Regions from separate parts of the Mus musculus genome. Here region 1 is linked to region 2. A link is a contact called in public Micro-C data. All regions are on one chromosome and are shown on one strand. The core of a region is the stretch at or near the end of the contact, and the rest is flanking DNA. Distances in the headings are between cores, read along the strand shown. Region 1 overlaps Tmem40 (transmembrane protein 40). Region 2 overlaps Irak2 (interleukin-1 receptor-associated kinase 2).

The links. A called contact is a pair of places that touch in the nucleus more often than the background predicts.
Region 1: a Micro-C map of embryonic stem cells shows a contact between it and region 2, with 13 times the contacts expected there. The contact joins two enhancer-like sites. A contact is called at or near these places in 1 of 39 promoter capture datasets (embryonic stem cells), 1 of 484 Hi-C or Micro-C datasets (embryonic stem cells) and 1 of 115 datasets of contacts at active chromatin or transcription factors (embryonic stem cells).

Annotation. Positions count from the first base shown.
Region 1 is chr6:115,728,813-115,734,563 of GRCm38.p6, reverse strand. It overlaps Tmem40 (transmembrane protein 40), which reads left to right. Exons shown (of 12, transcript NM_144805.2): 7 at 537-569; 8 at 863-910; 9 at 3,308-3,379; 10 at 3,483-3,557; 11 at 4,066-4,128; 12 at 4,880-5,433. The coding sequence ends at 4,899. Among named protein-coding and RNA genes, the nearest start is that of Gm24008, 7.9 kb to the right of the region's middle. Within about 2 kb of position 1,958, at least 12 of the 459 cell types and tissues checked have an H3K27ac peak or open chromatin away from gene starts, as enhancers often do. A contact at or near this core is called in embryonic stem cells, where this site is marked.
Region 2 is chr6:113,679,842-113,685,361 of GRCm38.p6, reverse strand. Irak2 (interleukin-1 receptor-associated kinase 2) reads right to left here. Exons shown (of 13, transcript NM_172161.4): 10 at 2,567-2,629. Among named protein-coding and RNA genes, the nearest start is that of Tatdn2, 14 kb to the left of the region's middle. Within about 2 kb of position 3,896, at least 72 of the 459 cell types and tissues checked have an H3K27ac peak or open chromatin away from gene starts, as enhancers often do. A contact at or near this core is called in embryonic stem cells, where this site is marked.

The sequences.
Region 1 (5,751 bases), core at 709-3,208, 2.1 Mb before region 2:
GAGCACTGTCAGTAGGCATAGACCTGGTAGAGCACTGTCAGTGGGCATAGTCCTGGTGGAGCACTCTCAGGGTCACAGCCATGAGATATGGCAACTCCGGGCCTACTTAGGGACCTGACTGCACGAACAGACAGGGGAGAGGTGGTGGGACATGGAAATGGCGGTCCAGGCAAGAGGAAGCAGGTATCAACCAGCGAGGAAAGGTCCCTTGGGTTCCATGGCTGGAACATTATCTAGAGAAGTTCTCAACCTGTGGGTCTCAACGCCTTTGGGGGTCACATATCAGTTATCCTGTACACCAGATATTTACATTATGGTTTATGGCAATAGCAAAATTATAGTTATGAAATAGCAATGAAATAATTTTATGGTTGTGGAGGTTGTCACCACAACATGAGGAATTATTTTAAAGGGTCGCAACATTAGGACGGTTGAAAACCACTGTCTTCAGTCACCTCTGGCCTCTCCCCAGAGTGGCAGCACCTGGCAAGGTGCCTTGGCTGACATGGAGCTAACACTGAGTTTCTCATTTCTAGGACTCCGAAGGAGAGGTTCCGGCTCAGCGGAGGGTAAATATACAAGCTCCCGGGACAGCTGGAAGCTGTGCCAGGGGCCAGAGGGGACCACCAATGACCTGAGGCCAGTTCTGGCAGGGATGTCAATACATGCGTGATTCCGAAAGAAGTCTCCATCATGGGAGAGATGGAAGGAAGAAGAGGGCTAGGCCTATGGAGGGATGAGAAAGTCAGGGAGGGGTCCTGCTGTGAGCACCCCCTGACCCACAGACAAACACCCAGTGATGGAGTCTTTAAGTGGGGAGTGGTAACCTCCAAAACACATCTTTCTGTCTTTCATTGTTAAGGAGAAGTGGAGGCCTCTCAGTTAAGAAGACTGAACATAAAGAAGGATGGTAAGTTGGTGTCCAAGAGCTGTCCTCACCTGGCTGGTCCCGATTTCTGTGGATCCAAGATGGCTGGTGGCTGGAATGATAGTAACCCTAGCCACCTCTGTCAGGGGTCCCACAGTCAGCAGAGTCCTCAGCAATCTTGGTTGAGGGGACAAGCAGTGATGTCTATCTTTCCATGTAGGAACCGAAGGCCAGGGTTGGGGGCCTTAGAGCTACTGAAGGGCACAGCCTGGGTTTGGCATAGCCTAGGACTGGTGCCCAACCTACGCTCCTTTGGTTGTATGTGAGAGCACAGTGAGATCAATGCTTCACGAGCCGTGTGGTGGGGCACAGTTAGGGTGTGGGGGTTAGGAAGTTCCCCTGGAGAAGTGATGAGAGCTTCTTGGGCTTCCTCTGCTCCAAGCCTGGACTCCACGAGGACTTCAGGAAAGAGCTTGCGGATAGGAAAGAGAGACCTTGGGGTGTTCGTTTATGTAGATTTTTGAGACACAGCTTCTCTGCGTAGCCCTGGCTCTCAGGGAACTAGCTCTGTAGACCAGGATGCCCTCACGCTTAGGTCCTTTTCCCTCAGCATCCCCAGGACTAGAACTGCAGGAGTGCATGCTGGACTTCCCCTAAACTCTCTTTTGTATTCCCCTGAGTGAGAAAGAAGGGGGACCTTGCTGTCTATCCTGCTGACATCCCTTTTAAGAAGCATCGGAGATCCAGCCTCTCGTGCCTGTTAGCCTCAGAACGTCACACTTGGCATCTTTACGTGGTTTAATGCTCACTCAGGAAATTAATTCCTGAGCACCCCCGTGGGGCTGCGCTGGCGGCTCAGTCTGACGGAGAATCTCCTCTGAGACTTAGAGCCAGGGAGGCGGGAACCCATAAGCACAGATATAAACTCCAAGCTGAGTGGCTGTACACGTTCCAACAATAAAGAGGAGAGATGGATGGGCTGGAGAGGGGGCTCCTGGGTGCTAGTAACATGGGCTGGTCAGGAGCGAGAGCACTGTAGTGTATAAAACAGGAAGGGGCTGGGCCGGTGCTTTAGCCAATCAGTGTGCTTCCCCTTCCTTTCTCAGAGGACTGGAGTTTGGAGCACAGCACCTACATCAGATCCCCCACAAATGCCTGTAACTCCAGCTCCAAGGCATCTAACACCCCCTTCAGGCTTCTGTGGGTACTTACTTGATGCACACGTGCAAGCATATGTTCATGTGCACGCGCTCACGTGTGTGTGCGCGCGCACACACACACACACACACCGCAAAATAAAACTTAGAGTAGTCGGGCATGGTGATGCACATCTTTGACTCTTACACGCGTTCTCGCGACCGGCCAGGAAGAACGCAACAAACCGGAATCTTCTGCGGCAAAGCTTTATTGCTTACATCTTCAGGAGCCAGAGAGCAAGAGAGCAAGAGCAAGAGCTCTATTGCTTACATCTTTAGGAGCCAGAACGCAAGAGCGCAAGAGTGCAAGAGCGGGCTGGTGAGATGGCTCAGTGGGTAAGAGCACCCGACTGCTCTTCCAAAGGTCTGAAGTTCAAATCCCAGCAACCACATGGTGGCTCACAACCATCTGTAACAAGATCTGACGCCCTCTTCTGGAGTGTCTGAAGACAGCTACAGTGTACTTACATATAATAAATAAATAAATCTTTAAAAAAAAAAGAGTGCAAGAGCAAGAGAGCAAGCAAGCGAGAGAATAGCAAAACCCCGTCCCTTTTAAGGAGAATTATCCTCCGCCTAGGATGTGTCACTCCCTGATTGGCTGCAGCCCATCGGCCGAGTTGTCGTCACGGGGAAGGCAGAGCACATGGAGTGGAGAACTACCCTTGGCACATGCGCAGATTATTTGTTTACCACTTAGAACACAGGATGTCAGCGCCATCTTGTAACGGCGAATGTGAGGGCGGCTCCCAACATTTGACCCCAGCACTATGCTGGGAGAGACAGTTGGATCATCAGCTACCATTATACAGTGAAACCCTGTCTCATAAACAAACAAACAAACAAACAAATAGCTGGGTATGGTGGCACATGCTTTTAATCCTAGTACTCTGGAGCCAGAGGCAGGTGGATATCTGTGAAATCAAAGCCGGCTTGGTCTACACAGGGAGTTTCAAGTCACCCAAGGCAACACAGTAACACACACACACGCACATGCACACGCATACACACACACACACAGGAGAAACCTGGCATGCCAGGCATGGTACTGTGGCACTCACCTGTAACTCTAGTTGCTCTGACGGTTGAGGCAGAAGAATCCTAATTTGAAGGTCACCTTGGGCTGCGTAGAGACCCTGCCTTGAAAAACATCAAAAATTAAAAACGAGAGGGTTGTTGTGATGGCCTGAGTTGAGAGAGAGAGAGAGAGAGAGAGAGAACCATCCACCATCTTTTCTTGCAGATGAGTTTTTCCATTTTGTCCTTCTCTGCTTTGCCATCGGAGCCTTGCTGGTGTGTTACCACTACTATGCAGGTGAGGCCTGCGGGGGACCTGGGGAGGGGCTGTGTGGGCGGACAGGAGTCAACCTCCACTCCTACAATGAATAGCTAATTGTTGTCTCCTGGCTGCCTTGCAGACTGGTTCATGTCCCTCGGGGTCGGCCTGCTCACCTTTGCTTCTCTCGAGACCATTGGCATCTATTTCGGGCTCGGTAAGTGATCCTTCAAAAAACTACATAGCCCCGCAGGCTCCTGGAGGGGTGGCAGCTGGGCTGGCTGGCCATCACCCTCTAGATTGGCTAAGAGCCACAATCTAAACTTTTTTTTTTTAAAGTAAATTCCTCATGTTTGTATTTTCTTCCTGACCGCATTGTGAAGTCAAAGGGAGGTCATTGGCAAAACCTTGTGGAAAAAAGGGGTTAGTTCCACAAAAAACGGTTTGAAGTGGCAAACACACATAGCTCCTCAGATACTGAAAACAAGCAAGTAGAGCCAGAAATCGAGGTCGCGGGGTTTCCTGCCCCTGTTATTACAGCCTGTGATTCGTTTTCCGTGTAATAGCTGCAGCACTGTTATTGACGTTAGTCTGAAATTGCATGTTAAGGCTCTGTTTGCGTGGGGTGTGCTTTGGCTCTGGGGCAGCGGGGGAGTGAGCCTGACCCTGGGGCCCCTTAAGGGGCCACCGTCCTTACCAACATTTCCCCCTTGTTCTCTGAGCAGTGTACCGGATCCACAGCGTGCTTCAGGGCTTCATCCCCCTCCTTCAGAAGTTCCGGCTGCCAGGTAATGGTGCCGCACGTTTCCCCATCCAAAACCCTCTCCCGATTGGGGCTTTCTCCTTGGAAAAAGATCTGTCGTCTATGGAAAGTCCCTGAGTCAGGAGGCTCGGGTTCAAGTTCTGCCTGTGTCCTGTGACCCCCCCAGATAGCCCTTTTCTGTGCTGAGAATGGAATCCGAGACCTGCAGCACGCTAGGCAAGCCACAACCCAGCCGTCTGTAGCCTCAGGCTTCTCGGCTGGAAAGCTGGTGCATTTCTTACTGCACAGACTGTCCCTAAGTGAGGAAGCATGCAGAGGGGTGTCAGCATTGAAGAAAAGCCAGGAAGTCTGTACTCCTCAAATGCTACCTCCTCCCTGACTGTATTAAGTAACTTTGTAGTTTCCTTTGAGATAGCCTGGGCTAAAGAAGAGTCTCTATGAGTGTGTGTGTGTGTGTGTTGCTAGGATGGAACCCAAGGCTTCACACAGGCTAAGAAATTGCTCTACTGCAGAGCCATACCCCCACACATTGTCTTTGACCAGCAGCCCAGCGGCTTTGGACTTGATTGTATTGTGCCTCAGAGCCTAGAAGCCAGGGATGGTGTGTTTCTGTGCTGGAGATGGGAGTGGCAATATCTCCACAACTGTGAACCATGGGGGACCCACAGTGCCTTCAGAAAGAGTCCTTTGAGGCCATCCCTGTGATGTGTGGGCATTTGAGGTGGTGGTTGGAGCAAGACAGAGTCCTATGTCATTCGTCTGGCTTTGCCTTTCAGGGTTCAGGAGAACTAACTGAGATCACTGCCTGACAGCAGCTGAGCCAGTCCCCAATGTGACCACTGTAACCACTGCCATGCCTGAGCCCAGAAGACAGAACGACGCGCTGGAAGACACCAGAAGGCCACACAATAAAGAGCTCTTTCCTTCCACGTGATCTGAGTGTCGGCACCAGTGGGCAGGCTCTTGCTCTGCAGATTAACACGCAGTCTCCGTGGGGAAGAGAAGAGGGGATAGCGTCGGGTCAGCACGGAGGAGCTGGGATGCCATTGCTCATAGGTCAACATGAATCCTGGGTTCTGCAGGCTGGCATCTGCGGGCCTGGGTCTCTCTGGTGTCCTCAGGCCATGCCCAGGAGCTCACAGTTCCTGCAGAGCCTTCTTGGGACAGCCATTCTGAGGCAGGGAGCTACCAGGCTGGGTTCCCAGGGGAACTTGTTGCAGGTAAGACGCTGGGGACCAAAGCTGCGGACCCATCATAGCTGACCAACCCTGTTGCCCTTGGACTCCTAAAATCCAAATAAATTTTCTGTTCCTTGTGCTTAAAAAAAAAAGTCGACTAAATATTCCTTTAGATTTCTTCCCCACCCCACCCCTCCTCTTTTTTTTTTAAGGATTTTTTTTTCTTTAAATACAGGCTCTTATGTAGCCCATGCTGGCCTCAAACTCTCTATGCAGCCAAGACTAATGTTGAACTCCTGATCCTCCTGCCTTCACCTCCTGAATGCTGGGATCATAGGTATGTGCTACTGTACTACTGTACTGAGTGCCTTGAACCCTATGCCTCGTGCCTGGTAGGTGAGCTTGTTACTAGCTGAGCTGTATAGCCTTACAGTTCCTTTAGGTTTCTTGAGCATGAGAACACATCTGGA
Region 2 (5,520 bases), core at 2,647-5,146:
CCAGAGTGCCAGGAATCATGCCACCTCCACACAAAGCAGGAGCAGAGTCAGGAGCGAGAGAGTAACTCATTTATGAGGTCAAGGCTGTAGCCCAGTTGGTCCTCTGCTTATATAGCAGCCTCAAAGCCAGGTAGACAGACAACGGTGCTGTGTGCCTTCAATCCTAACACTTAGGAAGTAGAGGCAGGAGGATCAGGAGTTCAAAGTCAACCCCTACATTTGTTGTATCAAATTGCTGTATACTTATTTGTTTTTAGTGTATGTGTGTATATATATATTTCACTGCTACATATCTATGTGCATATAAATATGTCCATATTTATAATTACATATTATAAGACACACAGCATCTTAAAGCTGATTTGACAACACGCACCTATAACCCCAGCACTCTACAGAGACTGAGGAAGAGGTCTGTAAATTCAAGGCAAGCCTGAGTTACATAGTGAGGCTTGGTTTTGCCATCTAGAATGCATCCCTACCTAGTCTCTGTCCCTTGGTCCACTCTAGTCACCCACTCAGCCAACCCTTCCTCTACAAGGCCTTCATCTGCCTCCAAACACAACTGGCTAAAAAAAAAAGTCAATGAAATGATTCCTAATGATATTGTGCTATAGTCATAGACCAATGCCTGCCCAACAATCACCAGAGAGTCACATCCAGCAACTGATGGGAACAGATGCCTAACACTAGGCTGAGCCAGGGAAACCCCACAGAAGAAGGGGGCAGAAGAATTGTGGGAGACAAAGGGGTTGAGGAGACCATGGAAACAGGGTTCACAGAATCAACTAAGCTGGGCTGACAGGGGGCTTACTAAGACTGAAGTCACTTTCACGGACCCTGCATGGGTCTGTGCTAGGTCCTCTGCATATTATATACCTTTTGCTTGTGTAGCTTGGTGTGCTTGTGGGTCTCCTCACAGTGGGAGTGAGGGCTATCTCTGACTCTCTTGCCTGCCCTTGGGACCCTTTTTCCTCCCACTAGGTTACCTCATCCAACCTTGCCATTACAGTTTGCATCTAGTCTTATTAAATCATGTTGCTATAGTCTTGTTCGGTTGATATCCCTGGGAGGCCTGCTGGGACGTTTTTTGTTTTATTTTTCCAAGGGAAATTGAGGATAAGTGGTTTTGGGAGAGAGGAGGTAGGTGGGACTGGAAGGGATGGGGGAGGTGAACTACAGTTGGGGATGTAATATAAAAGAAGAATTAAAAACAATTTAAAAGATAAAAATGAGGCAAGTGTGGTGTCATTAGACCTATGGTTCCTGGTCACTGGAAGCTAAGGCACGAAGATCGCTTGAGCCCAGGAGTTCAAGGCTAGCTGGGCAATAGAATTTTATCTCAGCGGGAGTTTCAGAATCTGGGAACACAACATGCCTGACACCATCAGAGATTCAATACCTAGAAGTAAAGATGGCTAAGGGTGCCATGGCGCTTCTGGCACTCACTTGGGGTCCAGAAAAGCATGAGCTTTTAACTATTTATCTTTGGGGAAACTTAGCCTTAACCCCGAGCAGTCGAGGAAGAAGAAATAGGCTTGTAACAGCGAAAGCACATGAGTGGTTTGCAGAGAGAGACAAGTTACCACAAAGAAAGGGGATCCAGAGGCAGTTCCCAGAGCCCCGCCCTTGAGACCCTCCAGGGAAGAAAGATCTTATTTGTAGCCAGCAACAGCATCTGCTACTGGCAGTGAGTTCACAGTGTGGGGAGCTTGACTCTATTGTCAGGGCTGTGTACAGGCTAGGACAAAGTGTCCTTGACAAAAGCATCAACCAGGAACCCAGGAGAGGCTCAAGAGCCAACTCCCAGGACCCAGGAAATGTGAAGGAAAATTAGAGCGAGCGACTAGTGAGTGAAACCACAGGACAAAATGTCAATCAGAGCTGGGGCGTGGTGGCACATGCCTTTAATCCCAGCACTCGGGAGGCAGAGGCAGGCGGATTTCTGAGTTCGAGGCCAGCCTGGTCTACAAAGTAAGTTCCAGGACAGCCAGGGATACACAGAGAAACCCTGTCTCGAAAAACCCACCAAAAAAAAAAAAAGGCAATTGGAGGTAGGGGGAGGGGAGGGGTAAGGACAACCCCACCCTCACCCCACCCCCGACTTGATTAGCAAGGACTCACCAAAGAAAGGAAGGCAGGCTGAAACAGAGGAAAAGGCTCACTCAGAGGGCTGCAGCTGACTGTGTGGCACAAGTCTGTAATCCCAGAACTCAAAAATAGGCAGAGGCAGGAGGATGACCAAGAACTCAAAGCCATCCTAGACCATAATGTAAGATCAATCCCCTCACAGATATACATACCCCCCACACACAAAAAAAAAAAGAAAAGAAAAGAAAGAAAAGAAGAAGAAAACTAAGGCTAGAATGAGGCTTAGCAGTTGCATACACACGGCAGCGCCAGTTGCTGTGCTTCTAAAATGGCAGTGTGGGAAGATGTCATGGATGCCAAGAGCTCTGGTCTGAGGCCTGAGAACTTTGCATGTGGTGGGCAAGGCCCTCCCTGCCCACATGGACGTGTGCCCAAGGATACCAGCCAACCAACCCGAAGTGACTGGATCTCTTACCAGGTAAACTGGACTGCGGTCCTTGTCCATCGCAGGGATGCCGGTAAGGACCTCGGCCAATACCTGGGTAGGAGAGAACACAGAGTTGACACACACAGTCAGCAAAAGACTTAGACAATGACAAAGGCTTCATCTTTTCTGATATTATTACTGTTAATACTATTATTATTTAATAATAATAGTAAATAAAATAAATAATAATTTATTTATTTATTGAGTGTGTGTGTGTGTGTGTGTGTGTGTGTGTGTGTGTGTGTTGGTATTCACCCGCCATGGCACTTGCACAGAGGTCAGAGAGCAACTTGTGAGAACTGGAGCTCACCTCCCACTGCGTGGGTCCCCGGACTGGAACTCAGGTTGTCAGGCTTGGCAGCAAGCACCTTTTCCCACTGAGCCATGTTGCAGCCCCTTTTTCTTGTTTTGGTTTGGTTTGGTTTGGTTGTTTGATTGATTGATTGATTGTTTCAAGACAGGGTTTCTCTGTGTAGTCCTGGCTGTCCTGGAACTCACTCTGCAGACCAGGCTGGCCTCAAACTCAGAAATAAGCCTGCCTCTGCCTCCCAAGTGCTAGGATTAAAGGAGTGCGCCACCACTGCCCAGCCCTTTTCTTGGTTTTTTGTTTGTTTGTTTGTTTTTGTTTGGTTTGGGTTGGTTTTTTTTGGTTTGTTTTTGTTTTTTTGTTTTTTTTGTTTTTCTTTTTTTTAAGACAAGGGTCTTTTGACATTACTCTGTAGCTGAGGGTGGCCTTGAGTTCCTGATTGTCTTGCCACCCTACCAGGATTCCCCACCCCCACCTACTTTACTCACTCACAGAGGAACACAGCCCTGAGCCAACACCCAAGTGGGAAACTGTGATTTGTACCTGTGCGAAGAGCAAGCCTGCCATTCCTGTTCATGAGATTCTCAGCAGTGTAAAAGATTCAGGAGTGAGCCAGGTGGTGGTGACGCACACCTTAAATCCCAGAACTCAGGAGGCAGAGACAGGTGGATCTCTACCCGCTCCAGGCCAGTCCGGCCTATAGAGCTAGTTCTAGGATAGCCAAGGCTACCCAAAGAAACTCTTGTCTCAAAAAACAAACAAACAAACAAACAAACAAAAAATAAAACTACAGACATGGGAGACAGACACAGAAGCCTGGACTGGAAGTCCAGCTCTGCACAAGAAGTGAGTCCCAGGGTTGGGAACTGAAACTTGGGCCAGAATCTGCATGTGTCACGTGGGGTAGAGCAGCTATGCTGCAAGATGAACAGCAATGGTGTCTCTCCCACACCCTCCTGCAACAAGTTAGAGCAGTAAACCACAGGTTAGGCACTGAGGTTACCCTGCTCACGGGGAGCGTGACAACAGTGGCCAGGAGGGGGCAGCACAGAGCACTCCATAGAAAAGGGTCTACAGTCAGTTGAGAAGAGGCAGTCAGCAAGGTCCTTGCAGGAAGGAACAGAGGAAAACAAATCAGGAGATAGACATCTCCTCTGTCTCAGCCATGTGATTCCGGAAGGAACAAGTCTCTGACAAGGGTCACTTAGTGAGCATAAAAACACTGAGACAACAGCGGGCAAGATGAGGTACTGGCGTGCAGGCCAGACTATTAGGGTTCAATCCCACAAGGTGGCAGGAGAAAGGCCACAACTCCAGATAGTTATTCTCTGACCTCCATATGCAGTATGGCATGTGCACACCTGCACACACATGCACGCATGCACATGCATATGCACACACACATGCACATAGGCACAAACATGCACACATGCACACACTCACACTAATACTACAATACCCATATATACACATCCTATTACACTCTTTTTAAATTTTATTTATTTATTTACTTACTTAATTACTTACTTATTTACTTATTTGAGACAAGTCTCTCTATAGAGCCCTCACTGCCCTGGAACTCACTTTGTAGACCAAGCTGGTCTTGAACCCACAGAGATCACCTGCCTTTGCTTTCTGAGTGCTGACATTAAAGGTATTTGCCACCACATCCAGCCCCATTACTACTCTATAAGCACCACTAACACCCCACTTTCCAGAAGGCAAAACTGAGGCCCAAACATGGGGTGGGCAGGTGTTAGATGGCGGAAGTGCCTGGACTGCACTAGGCCATACTGCCTGGTAGTTGGAGGGTCTGCCCTATTGCTTTGTTTTGACTTATTTCAATCTTTGTTTTCATTTGCTTTATTCTGTTCTGTTTGTTTTGAGATATAGTCTTCCTAAATTGCCTAGGTTCCCCTAGAACTCGCTCTGCCTCCTCTCCCAGAGAGCCACTGGTTCTCCAAGTAGGGCTGCTTAGCCTCACCGACACACTCACAGGAAACTCTAGGGGGGGATCAAATGGGGAAAATGGGAGCCAGCAGAGTGGCCAGCCAGGGGCAGAAGGAAACTGAATCTGGGACACAGAGGTCCAGTTGAGGGCAGAAGGCGGCCTGGTGAGGGCTCCAGAGGCAGATGTGAACAGACAGAAGACTGTGGTCACAGAGAGGAAGGACAGAGTTCAAGACAGGGAGGAAGGCACATGCAAAGCCCTGAGCGCAACAGTCTGAGTTTGGCTGCAGGCAACAAACTGTGCATCTCGGGTCACATTCCCAATGCTGTGGAACATTCTGTGGTCTTGCAACACCAAGTCGGACAGACAGACAGCAAGAAAACCAGGCTCTGCTGTCAAGTGGGGTTGCAGGGGCTTGCATCACCTTCTCTGCTGGGTTCACAACAACCAGGTCACAGGGTCAGCACCCTATTAAGTCTGGAATGAAAAGCCCGCTTGGCTTTGCTCGACAGTATCTTCCAAACCTATCCGTCCTCTCAGCCCTTTTAACACACCCATCCTGCAGACATCAACAGGACTCAGTGTGTCCTAAAGATGAACTGAGCAGACTATCAGGCTCAGACTACAGACGCTTTACAGTACGCCCTGAGCACCCGGCACCCGGTCCTGAGGCAGGGTATGCAG